2 separate regions of the Bombyx mori genome follow, and region 1 is linked to region 2. A link is a contact called in public Hi-C data. All regions are on one chromosome and are shown on one strand. Each heading gives the region's core, a stretch centred on a gene start, on an enhancer-like site or on the middle of the called end of the contact. The rest is flanking DNA. Distances are from core to core; before and after follow the strand shown. Region 1 overlaps LOC101741177 (huntingtin-interacting protein 1). Region 2 overlaps LOC101740804 (protein flightless-1).

What was found. A called contact is a pair of places that touch in the nucleus more often than the background predicts.
Region 1: a Hi-C map of whole pupa shows a contact between it and region 2, with 2.2 times the contacts expected there. The contact joins two enhancer-like sites. A contact is called at or near these places in 3 of 7 Hi-C or Micro-C datasets (middle silk gland, posterior silk gland and whole pupa).

The regions. Positions count from the first base shown.
Region 1 is chr8:12,022,923-12,028,785 of ASM3026992v2, forward strand. It overlaps LOC101741177 (huntingtin-interacting protein 1), which reads left to right. Exons shown (of 24, transcript XM_012695512.4): 22 at 1-206; 23 at 1,946-2,103; 24 at 3,643-5,317. The coding sequence ends at 3,672. Among protein-coding and RNA genes, the nearest start is that of LOC119628803, 3.4 kb to the right of the region's middle. Within about 2 kb of position 2,054, at least 1 of the 8 cell types and tissues checked has open chromatin away from gene starts, as enhancers often do.
Region 2 is chr8:11,925,857-11,931,876 of ASM3026992v2, forward strand. LOC101740804 (protein flightless-1) reads left to right here. Exons shown (of 23, transcript XM_038012422.2): 6 at 1,098-1,320; 7 at 1,834-2,075; 8 at 2,929-3,085; 9 at 4,014-4,146; 10 at 4,611-4,724; 11 at 6,020. Among protein-coding and RNA genes, the nearest start is that of LOC101740804, 5.4 kb to the left of the region's middle. Within about 2 kb of position 3,030, at least 2 of the 8 cell types and tissues checked have open chromatin away from gene starts, as enhancers often do.

The DNA of each region.
Region 1 (5,863 bases), core at 804-3,303, 96 kb after region 2:
CGGCAGCGGGCGCATGGAGGGCGTGTCGGCGGCGGCGCACGAGGTGGCGGGCAGCACCGCGCAGCTCGTGGCGGCCTCCCGCGCGCGCGCCCCCCCGCAGACCCCCGCCCTCACCCGCCTCACGCAGGCGTCGCGCGGGGTCGCCGCCGCCACCGGCGCGCTGGTGGGCGCCGTGCGGGCCGCCTCCGCGCGACTCAACGAACAGGGTAAGCGATAGACATGTGTAAGTAATGCGAGTGATATTACTCCGGTAATATTACTCTACGATGTAATGCAACATCACACATTACGCGAAGGAAACAAACATCACACTATCACCCACAGAACACTATTACTTCTAGCGAAGCTATCACCCAACATGTTTCTTTCTTTGTCGTGTAATGTTGCTGTTGCTTGATACACGAACGGAACCGAGCGAGCGAGACAGACCGATCTACGCAAAATAAATGAGCAAGCGACACGGAATTATTCCTAGTGATTTTGAACCGTATGCCCTGGCCGCTAGGTACATTTTTATACCTATGGTACGTCTGAATTTTAATATAGGTATTTGTGTTTATATTTTTCATGCGGCCAGCCGGTAGCTCCCCGCAAGTAGTTACTTAATTTTTTATTCGCAACTTTTGTAAAATCGCTAGTCGCTCGTAATTGTTTAGTAATATTTCATATAAATTTTTGTGTTTGAATTACTTAAGCACTTGTTTGAAGATAGTTTTATTATTTGTTTTAATGCGTGTTTAATAAGTGAAAGAAAGAATGGCGTCTAAATGAAAGTACTGTCCTCTTTGGATGCATTTTGAGGAGACCGCGCCGAAACAATGCGTCTACTGCTCTCGTATATTAACATTATCGTCGAGCTCAATTTGCAGTCTAAGTCGCCATATGAAATCCGTTCATCCCACAATAAATTATATTAAGTAAAAAATAAAATTATTATATTATTAAATAAGTCAATCTCTGTCAAGTAATATAACAGTGTATTATAATACAAAGTATGAACACATCACTTAAGTAATGATTCGGGTGTATAGATACAATGTATTCATCACAGTATCTATTGAACGCACCGAGTAATGTTAAGAGTGATGTGTAATGTTTTCGAGTAATATCACCTGTCTGTAAAAGTGATGTCATATCACATTACATTGAGAAGTGATGTTTTGCGCAAGTCTAGTAAGCGACTTTTTTTGTTTTCCTACCTATTCTAGTAACCTCGAGGGGGGGTTATTCTAGATTCACCGAACTAGTAAGTTTGGAGGCTTAAACGACGGAGGGAAGATTTCCACCGAGCGGGTGATATTTGACGGTCCGAATGTTGTTGTTCGGATCTTGTATATATGCAAGCTTATCTTGAAAATGTAAGCGAGATTCAGGCATCTGTCAATTATCTTGCGTTGTATGATGGCTACCCGCCACAGTAGGTGAGTTCACAAGGCTCAAACCGGGAGTGTTGCTAACACTGGCCCTAGCAAGAGCAGTGCTTCGCAGAATCTACCACGGGATCGGAAACGCGACCCACTGAGAAGATCCAGCGAGAAACTCAGTGGGCTGTGTCTATGGGTTAATTTACTCGACGAGCCCTTCGTCGCAAGCGACGGGTTCGACGAGGACGGTGGCCGGGGTAAGCGACCACTGTGACACTCCTACTTAGGATGCGTTCCACTAAGCGTTCACAACAAGAGGTTAGGTTATAATCTGTAAATCTTGAAAATAGACTTAACTAATTATTGTTTAACCGATATATGTATATTGAAAAAAATTATAATAATTTTTTTTTATTTAATATTAGTGATGTGATTGCGGGCGCTTAGTGGAACGCACCCTTATATACGCGACCTACTCAACGAACATAGCTTCTGTTTATTACAATATAGATTTTTTTTAAAAATACAAAAAGTTTCCTACTAATATTTCTCTCATATGAGTATTGTTACCATCGAAACAGAAGCTCTAGACACGTCGGCACTAACGCTGACGGCGACGCGTATCCTGGAGATGGAGAGCAAGGTGCGGTCGCTGGAGCTGGAGAGCGCGCTGGACGCGGAGCGGGCTCGCCTCGCCGCGCTGCGGAAGCGACACTACCTGCTCGCGCAACAAGAAGAGGTAACTGTACCTATATATGTTCATACGTGAAGCAAAAACTTTGGACCCCTTTTTGCGTTTCGATTTGAAGGGTGAGGCAGCCGTTGTAACTATACTTGAGACCTTAGAACTTATATCTCAAGGTGGGTGGCGCATTTACGTCGTGGATGTCTATGGGCTCCAGCAACCACTTAACACCAAGTGGGCTGTGAGCTCGTCCACCCATATAAGCAATAAATACAAATAAAAAGATTACACAGACGGAGGAGTATGAAATTTCCCTCACCTATACTAAATATAGAGGAGTGCAGAATGTTAATTTTTTTTTAATTATGCTTAAAAATACATTAAATCAGTATAAAAAAACATTACCTCTACCATGTATTTGACACAGACATTCATGCATGCATTTGTTATCAAATTTTTCTTATTGCTTAAAATCTGTGGTTAAATTGAGAATAGATTAAATAAATACTGTTTTTCTTTATTAATATTTGACTAAAGTGTAGTCTTGGCGATCTCTGTGATTAAAGAAGTATAATAATCTTTAACAATGGTATGTAATAGTGTACAAACTTATGATTTCAATTAATTATAGTCGAATTTTGACTACCAGGGGACGACTAGTATATTACCTAATTCGCCATCATTAAGAAAAAATTTAATAACGAATTTATTGAAGCGTTCCTTACGTTGTTGGTAAATGCCTAAAATCTTTTCAAAGTGCCAACAATCGCACGAAATATCATCACGAAAAGAGTAAATGATACACGAAATACGATTGTTTGTCGAAAACATTTAGCGCCATCTACTGTACGTTGATCGTACTAAAAAAATGTTTTGAAGTTTTAACGGAATGGAACAAACGCCGCTTATCTTAGCCGAAAGCCGGAGCTGATCGTTAGTCAAATGTTAATGTTAATAATGTTATTAATTACACGGTATAATGATGCTTAGCTTGACGTGATTTATTCGTATTGCTAGAATGTATTTATTAGATTTTTAAATCAAAAAAATTATAGTAGTAGTTAGAATGGAATTTTTGTTCAGTTTAATTAAGATATACTGCAACGTAATGTCTACATTGTGTTATCACAAATTCGGTTGCCTGTTCGAAATCTTGACAATACTGATTTTCAAGCACCTACGAACATTAATATTATAGTTTTCTATAAAAAATATTTAACAATAGATTAACATAGATATAAAATTTGATATATGTGAAGCGTAATACTGAAGTCCAACATACATATCCAATTTTTTTATTATTTTTTTATTTCCTACATGTGTGGACGAGCTCACAGCCCACCTGGTGTTAAGTGGTTACTGGAACCCATAGACATCTACAACGTAAATGCGCCACACACCTTGAGATATAAGTTCTAAGGTCTCAGTGTAGTTACAATGGCTGCCCCACCCTTCAAACCGAAACGCATTACTGCTTCACGGCAGAAATAGGCGAGCCGGTGGTACATACCCGTGTGGACTCACAAGAGGTCCTGCCACCAGTAACTTTAGAAAGCTTCTAACCTTAAATTAATATTTGTTATATTCTTTCAGAATGGAAGCATAACCAACGGGAAGGAGTGATTTCATTAGGAATATATTTTGAGGAAACACCAATTATGCAAAAACAATATCGATACAGACTGAAATATTTTATAAAACATTTTTGTATGAAGCCACAAAATTGACATCAAATTGAATATGAATTAAAATTGATCCAAGTAACAAAACTTTTAGTAATTTTTTATAGACGATTGTATGTCATTGTAATCGACAATATTTTAGTATCTAGAGAGAGTTTTTATTTTATACTAATTTAATCTTTTGTATAGTCTATGTATATGTTCTACAAATATTAGGATATTGAAGAATTTTGGAAAGTGTTGTTAAGAATAACAAATATCTGACAATTTCGCAGCAAAAATAGGCAGATAATAGCCAGCTTTTCGTTCAATTGTAGAGGTTGCCAGAAAAAAAATACTACTTTTAAAATGTAATTTCCCGATTAATTACTTTATACTATTTTTTTGTTTTTTAAATTTTTTATTTTTTTATTGCCCTTGTAGGCAGACGAGCATACGGCCCACCTGATGGTGAGTGGTTACCGTTGCCCATGGACTTCAGCAATGCCAGGGGCAGAGCCAAGCCGCTGCCTACCGCAATTGTGTGTCACTTAAACTCTTAGTACTAAATACTAAACACAGTTTCGAAAATTTGTAGACATCCCTATTGGCAAAACGGTTTCACGCAACATTAGTAACAAATTTGTTAATCAGGGATAAGGAGAAGGAAAATAATGTATTCCATGTTATGGTATTTTGTAAGGTAGCTACAACGAAAATGGTCTACATTTGTAATAATGTAGGAATAAAATCGTTTAGTAACATAGAACTTGGCCGCAGTTGTAATGAACATAGCAGGTGGCGGCATTTACGTTGTAGATGTCTATGGGCTCCGGTAACCACTTAACGCCGGGTGGGCTGTGAGATCGTCCACCCATCTAGGGCTATAAAAAAAACACGGTGTGAAATATTCGTTTCCAAAGTCGAAAAATTCAGAAACTTTACCTCAAGCGGAACTCGACATTTTGCTTATATAAAAAAAAAAGTTTAGTTAGTTCCAGTCGTAAAGCTAAAAAATGAAGCTTAAGGCGCCTTCCATAATTAAGTATAGATTTCCACGTCAGGATTTTAATTGCAAAAATTGAAATAAATTTGAGAATTATTTTTTTCAGCTCTCTCTGTGTCTCTATTTTTGGGAATAGTTCTTTACACCCTGTATATAAAAGAAAATAGTAATTCCTGGAAACATTAAGATGTTTTTTTTTTTCTATATATTTAGTTATGTTGTTTAATCATGATAACCATGATGTTTAATCTGAAATCAAATTTTACTATAAAATAAGCATTTCACTGGATTGTTAAGCCTCCTCTGAATATGATTCCCACGATATTGAGCTTTAAGCGAATGAGACTAAGATTAAAAAAATATATATTAAAAAAGTTAAGTTTTTATGTATTTTTATGTATCTAATATAAAAAAAAAAAAACTATTTCGTAATCTAATAAATGTGTATCATAAATCAACGAATAGTAAACTACACAGTGTATTAATTTCTATTTTTACTGATTTTATGCAAAAAAACAATAAAAATTACCATAATCAATGGAAGTTTCAAACTTAATATTATTACTTTCTATTGGATGCAGTAAATATAGTTCAACCGAAATTGTGCGTTTTATTTCAAAGTTTAATTAAATCCAAAAGCTTTTTCGTTTATCTCATAACTGACAATATACACGCGGTGCTCTATCTCGGAACGCTTGTAAAAAACACTGATAACTCGACCTGCCAACTGAATCGCGTAGGGTGAAAACTAAACACGACAAAGATTAGCACGGTGTGCGTGATAACTTGATAAGTTATGAAAAAATGTGTGTTTTACTTATAAATTTTACATAAAAATTATACATTACATATACACATTTTATATTTAAAAAAAATTACAACTGAACAACAGTAATATAGTTGTTAGAAATAGAAAATTAATAAACCAACCACACGGTCGCGGGGAGTGATTATCGTTGCTCTAGACCAGTCTTTCTCAAAGTGGGCGATAGCGCCCCCCTGGGGGCGTTTGAAACCTAGAGGGGGGCGTTAAGGGGCCCAGGAAAAAATGGGGGGCGTTGATGTGGGTTAGGGGGGCGCTGTATAATTTGTAATTTCATTTACTTTATAGTATTTTAAATTTCACTAAAATTAAAACTCATCTACT
Region 2 (6,020 bases), core at 1,780-4,279:
TTTCATAATAGAAATGATCAAGAAACTTACACTAATAACTCAATAAGTAATTTGTAAAAAAGTACCGTATTTCCATATATTTAACATTCTTTTTTGCAGTTTTTATCAATGTAATAGAAAGAGTTAGTTTCAATCAGCTGTTAGGAAACAGTTGTCTTTTAACGAAAAAAAAATTTGTTTTGTTACATTCTTAATGATAAAATATTATACATATGATGTGACGATGCAGCGTATAATATGTTATATATTATTCTGGTACATATGATAAAATATCTCACTTTCTATGTTTTGTCACGGTCCATGAGCATGACCAGCCATCTGTATTATTCTAGTCATTTGAAACTTCACAATATAATATTAATTACACAACCTCAGTTAGATATATTAAGGTACACAGTCTGCCTATATCTCAGTCTGAGTGTTTATCTAGATAGTATACAACATAAATGTAGATCATTATATCCAAAGGAGTTCCAGTAAAAGTGATTTCATTGACGAGGCAGGTATTAATTAGCACTTGTTTAGTTTATTGGAGTGGTCGACAACTTTGTCATGGGCATGTCAAAAGAGCTAAATATATATAGTATTCAATTCAAACTTATTCAAAGAGTAATTATTTAACATATATTTTTATAGCTTTGCATTTCAAAAATGTTTACTCGTACTCTTATAGTCAAGATAGTATATTCCATGCCTGGATTGAACATTTCGCGGAAGAGCCGTGGCCTAGGTGTCAGAGCCGCGGCTAGCCGACCTTTAGTTTATTGTAATTTTTTTTTTAATTATATCATTATTAAATAAAGTTTCATTTTTAAAGCGCTTTAATAAGCTTGTTCTGATTGTTTGTAACGGAATCTTTGAATGTATTTTCACCGACTTCCAAAACGTCCGATTAACTTGAAAATTAGAACATGTCTCAAGGACTGATGAAAAAAAAAAATTTAGAACTCCACCGCACCAAATCACTCTAATGTCTTGACCGGTGCCCATACGATGAAAAAAACAGTAAATTAATTGTTGGTTATTGGTAATTAATTAATTGTTGCTAGTCAAGCATGCTTTTTTAAATAATTAAACTGTGTATTATTTAAACGCAGCAATGGATACATGGCAGAAACTAGAGAGCTTAAATTTGTCAAGAAACAATCTGACATCACTTCCGGCGTCTTTATGTAAGCTGCAGAACTTAAGGAGGTTACATGTAGACGACAATAAACTTGACTTTGAAGGCATACCATCTGGAATTGGGAAACTTGGCGCTTTGGAAGTATTCTCAGCTGCTAATAATTTACTGGAGATGATACCGGAAGGATTGTGTAGGTGAGCATTTTTCAGCCGCATCTTGCTTTAGGTATTTGTATACTTTGAGACTGAGAACTTCCCAGCGATATAACGGTAATAATTTAGAATTACTTCAATTTGCATGCTGCTAATCTAAATAATGCATACAAGTTAAGAAAGTAATTTGGGCTGTTGTGTCCTTAGTAAATAAATCTCAACAACAGAACCCAGAAGGTCGTATCTATTTTTGCCAAAAAAAATATTCTTTTTTTATTGGCCTTGTAGGCAGACGAGCACACGGCCTTCAGGTGGTGAGTGCTTACCGTCGCTCATGGATTTTAGCAATGCCAGGGGCAGAGCCAAGCCGCTGCCTACCGTTTAATACTCTCCACAAGCCTCGTTTGAAGAAGGACATGTCATTTATACGGCATTGTTTCTAGTTTACAAATAAAATATACGAAAACCGCTCAACATTTGTAAATTTAAAATCAAAGATGTCCACCATTTTATTTTTCATGTTTATAAATACATTGTTTGTCTTTTCAACGACAGATGTGGCGCGCTAAAAAAGTTGAATCTGAGTTGCAATAAGCTGATCACTCTCCCCGACGCCGTTCACCTTCTAAGCGATCTGGAAAGTCTTCAGCTTCACGGAAACCCTGATCTCGTAATGCCTCCGAAGCCCGTCGAAAGACCAAGGGGAGCTGGCTTGCAGTATTACAACATTGACTTCTCGTTGCAAGCTCAGCTTCAACTGGCCGGGGCTGCGTCAGCTGAAAGCACAACAACCAGCAGTAAGAAATCATCCGTGTAATTTAATAAGTCAAAAGCCAACTATACCTAAGAAATAAAGCTCTTGCTTAAACAAAACTGCTTCAAATTTATATTAGTATTAATTTTGGTTGAAAGTATAAACAAACAAATTAATTACCGTTCTTGCCTGTTTTTTTTTTATAAATTGCCGTATAGGCAGACTAGCATACGGCCCACCTGATGGTGAGTGGTTACCGTCGCTCATGGACGTCAGCAATGCCAGGGGCAAAGCCAAGCCGCTGCTTACCGTGCTTGTCTTTAGTGGTTGGTTTGGTCATTGTCTTAAAATCTCAATTGTACTGTATGAACCTTCATAAGTATTAACTAATGTTTCAACTCGAAATACATTTTTTATCAATCGATATACGATAATCGATTTACGAAACAAAGCAACCAATTTAGCGGTAGCTATCATAGAATGACATATGGGTCGTCGGTTTACCGAGTAATTTAAACCGCTTCGATCGAAAATGTACCTTTTCTCGGAATAAATAGTATATTATATCTTTAACGCATTGACTGCCGTGTAGGTCACCGGTGCCTTACGCGGCGCACTGAAGTAATTCTATCGATTTCGATCTTTTAACTAATGCGCCGGAATATCTAATAGACTTCGGGAAAGACGAATTCGCAGATACTGAGAGTGAATCTATTTCTAAAAGACCGAAAAAGACATAGACATAGCAAACAAAAGAAGGCAAAGTTAGGCCTTAACAGAAATCAACATGATAACTTTAGTGCGCAGCGTAGGGCGCCGGTGATCTACATGGCAGTCAACGTGTTTAACTATAATGAGTAATAGCTACCTATCACGAACGTGTAATGTCGACACAGGCGTTAAGTCGGATCCGATAGCTCGCAAGCTCCGCCTACGTCGCGGCCGGCCCGAGCCCGAGCAGAAGGACTCGGCGCTGATCCTGCGCGGCATGCAGGAGCAAGCCAACACGCAGCACGGCGACAACGTGCTCGACCAACGACACAGCGAACTCAAGTCAGTACGACCTGTGTGCTTAGTGCGAGTTTCCTAACGTTCTCGATAACGTAAAAGTTAAGGCAATTTTGTATGCAATTGGAACAGCGCCCCTAGCGGCAAACGTACGCAAACGATCCCATTCCATACAAATATGAGCTAACTTTCACGCTATCGAGAACGTTAAAAAACTCGCACTAAGCACACTGATCTAATTTAGTCTAAAAATACATCTATTATCATCTAACATGTCTTTTTTTTGCTTAGATGTATGGAGCTCACAGCCCAGCTGATGTTAAGTGGTTACTGGAGCCCATAGACATTACAACGGCTGCCCCACCCTTCCAACACATTACTGCTTCATGGCAGAAATAGGCAGGGTGGTGGTACCTACTCGTGCGGACTCACAAGAGGTCCTACCACGAGTAACCATGTCTGTTCGAATCCCGCAGGCAAGTACCAATTTTTTTGATAAAATACGTACTTAACTCATGTTCACGATTGATTTCCACGATCAACGAATTACAAGGTGTAATAAAAAACCCGCAAAAAATTTAATTGGCATTTTTATCCCTTCCTAAGCTGATAGCCGTTAGAGGGCTATGCCAACTAAAAGAGTAGGTGAGCTCACGGGGCTCTAACTTGAGGACGCTGCTAACACTAGCCCTAGCAAGAGCAGTGCTTCGCAGAAAGTACCACCGGAGCGGAAACGCAACTGAAAAGATCCGGCGACAAACTCAGTGGGCTGTGTCTGTTGGTTAATTTACTCGCCGAACTCTTTGTCGCAAGCGACGGGTGGCGTGTTTAGGGCGACTGTTTACCATTCGATCCGCAGGGTCGAATATGATTTTTGCCTAATTACTAACAGTAATTATGACAGTAGTGGGGAGAGCGATAGTTGCGTGTGCAAACGATTGCTTTATTGAATATGTGTGCATTTGGTTTGTAGACCAAAACGCTGGGACGAAAGCTTAGAGAAGCCCCCGCTAGACTATTCGGAGTTCTTCGACGAAGACACGGGTCAAACTCCTGGACTACAGGTGTGGGAGATCGAGAACTTCATACCGGCTCCTGTTGATGAGGTTTGAAGTTATTCAATTTGATACTCGTTTTAATCAATAATCTCCCGCAAATCTCGTTTAAATATATATTAAATACCCAAATGCTGGACAAAGAAATCTGTCTTCGCACGAATGTTTGCTTGATTATCGAATCGATGACCTTCGGCCCAGCAGCCAGGGGCGCTAATGTCTGTGTGTGTTAGTTAAAAAAATAATGAACACAGTGCCTCCTGTTATTATATGGGATCAATGGAAATAATGAAAATATTTAAAAAATAATAATATTTCCGTTGAAAAAGTAATCGATTTTCCTCTTTTTTGTATTACAAATGATTCCTTAAAATTTAAATTTCGTAAATCCTAAAACAATAATTATTTTTCCTAAATTTTCACGGCCAATATTACTATTAGTTTTTCGGACAGATCGTGTTAAAAGTCCTTCGTATACAAATTTATATACTGAACACCTGCACACACATGCACAGGTCGCTCACGGGAAATTCTTCGAAGGTGATTGCTACATCGTGCTGAAGACAGCCGTGGAAGAGCAAGGACAGCTGTCATGGGACATACACTTTTGGATCGGATCCAAAGCTACTGTAAGTGGAATTCATTCAATGATTATGAAGTTTCATTAATGCTGTACTATTTTGTTGTATTGGCCTGTCAATAGCCGAGGCTAAAAAGACCGCTGCGGACAGGCAGACGTGGCGAAGCATAGTGCAACGAGTGATTGACGCTTCAAGCTAGACACGACCTCTTTTTCCCTACCTAAGCTCGTAATACCTTTTTTTTTTTTTTTCTCTGGCCGAGGGCCGAACCTCCTACGAGGTCCCCGCGCCTGGGGGCGTGTATGTGACGCGGGGTATGTGAGACTCAACGATCTGCAGGTGTTGAGAGCAGATCGCGGGCCCAAGGATTTTAGGGCCCACCCACTAAACGACTCCCCTGCACTCTTACACCCGACGTCCGATCTCCGTCCGGGGTCAGAACCCGTTCAGAGTAGGGGGGTTCCCGCGGTCAACACTACAACCAGACACGCGGCGCCACCCCGAGGACGCCCGACCGACGGGTCGTCGAGGCGATAGTCGACGACCAACGACGTCAGTCTCCGCGGTACGGCGGCGCCGCTGGTGTTCCGGGATACCCGGCTGGGCCAGAACCAGCCTGCCGGGTCGGAACGCGATACATCCCGACCGGGTTGCTCTTCAACAGTATGTTCGGCGACGACAGCGACGACGAAAATGCGGACCGCATCGCAGTCCGCAGCCGCCGAAGCGCCGTCCCGTCCTCCTGGTGCCAGCGCGCTAGAGTGACGGTAGCGTGCGGCGCAGTCTCAACCCCCTTAGGTCGCCCCGTGACCATCACCGGGAGGAGACTCCCTCCTCATAAGCTCGTAATACCTAAGCTAAGGGTTCTCGTGTCGTGCCGCTTTATCGAAGTGGGGACCTTCAGCAATGAGCGATTCGGAAGATTTTGTACTTTGTCATCAATGTAAAGCGTACGTTGTTAGCGGACTTTTTGGCGGGAACGCGAGGATTGAAGTTGTGTGATTTGTTTTATTTTGTCTATTTAGTGTTTCTTCAGGTTTAAATGTGTAATAATGGTGGTTTCATAACTGCTTAGTATCTGTAAAAGTGCACAAATGTGGGAAAATTAAACAAAGCCGCTGAACGTAACTTCTCGGGATCCTCCAAAAAGTCCACTGAGAAAGTCTCAGTAAATTACCACCATTTATTGAGATTATATTTCATACTATATCATCTCATTTCATTTCATTTCACTTCATGTTATTATTTTTCATAAAAATAAGATTATAAATTAAAATTAGGCTTGACCTAAAGGTCTTAGTTACCAGGTCATAAAATCCCTTTAAAAAAAACCTTGTTCGCAGT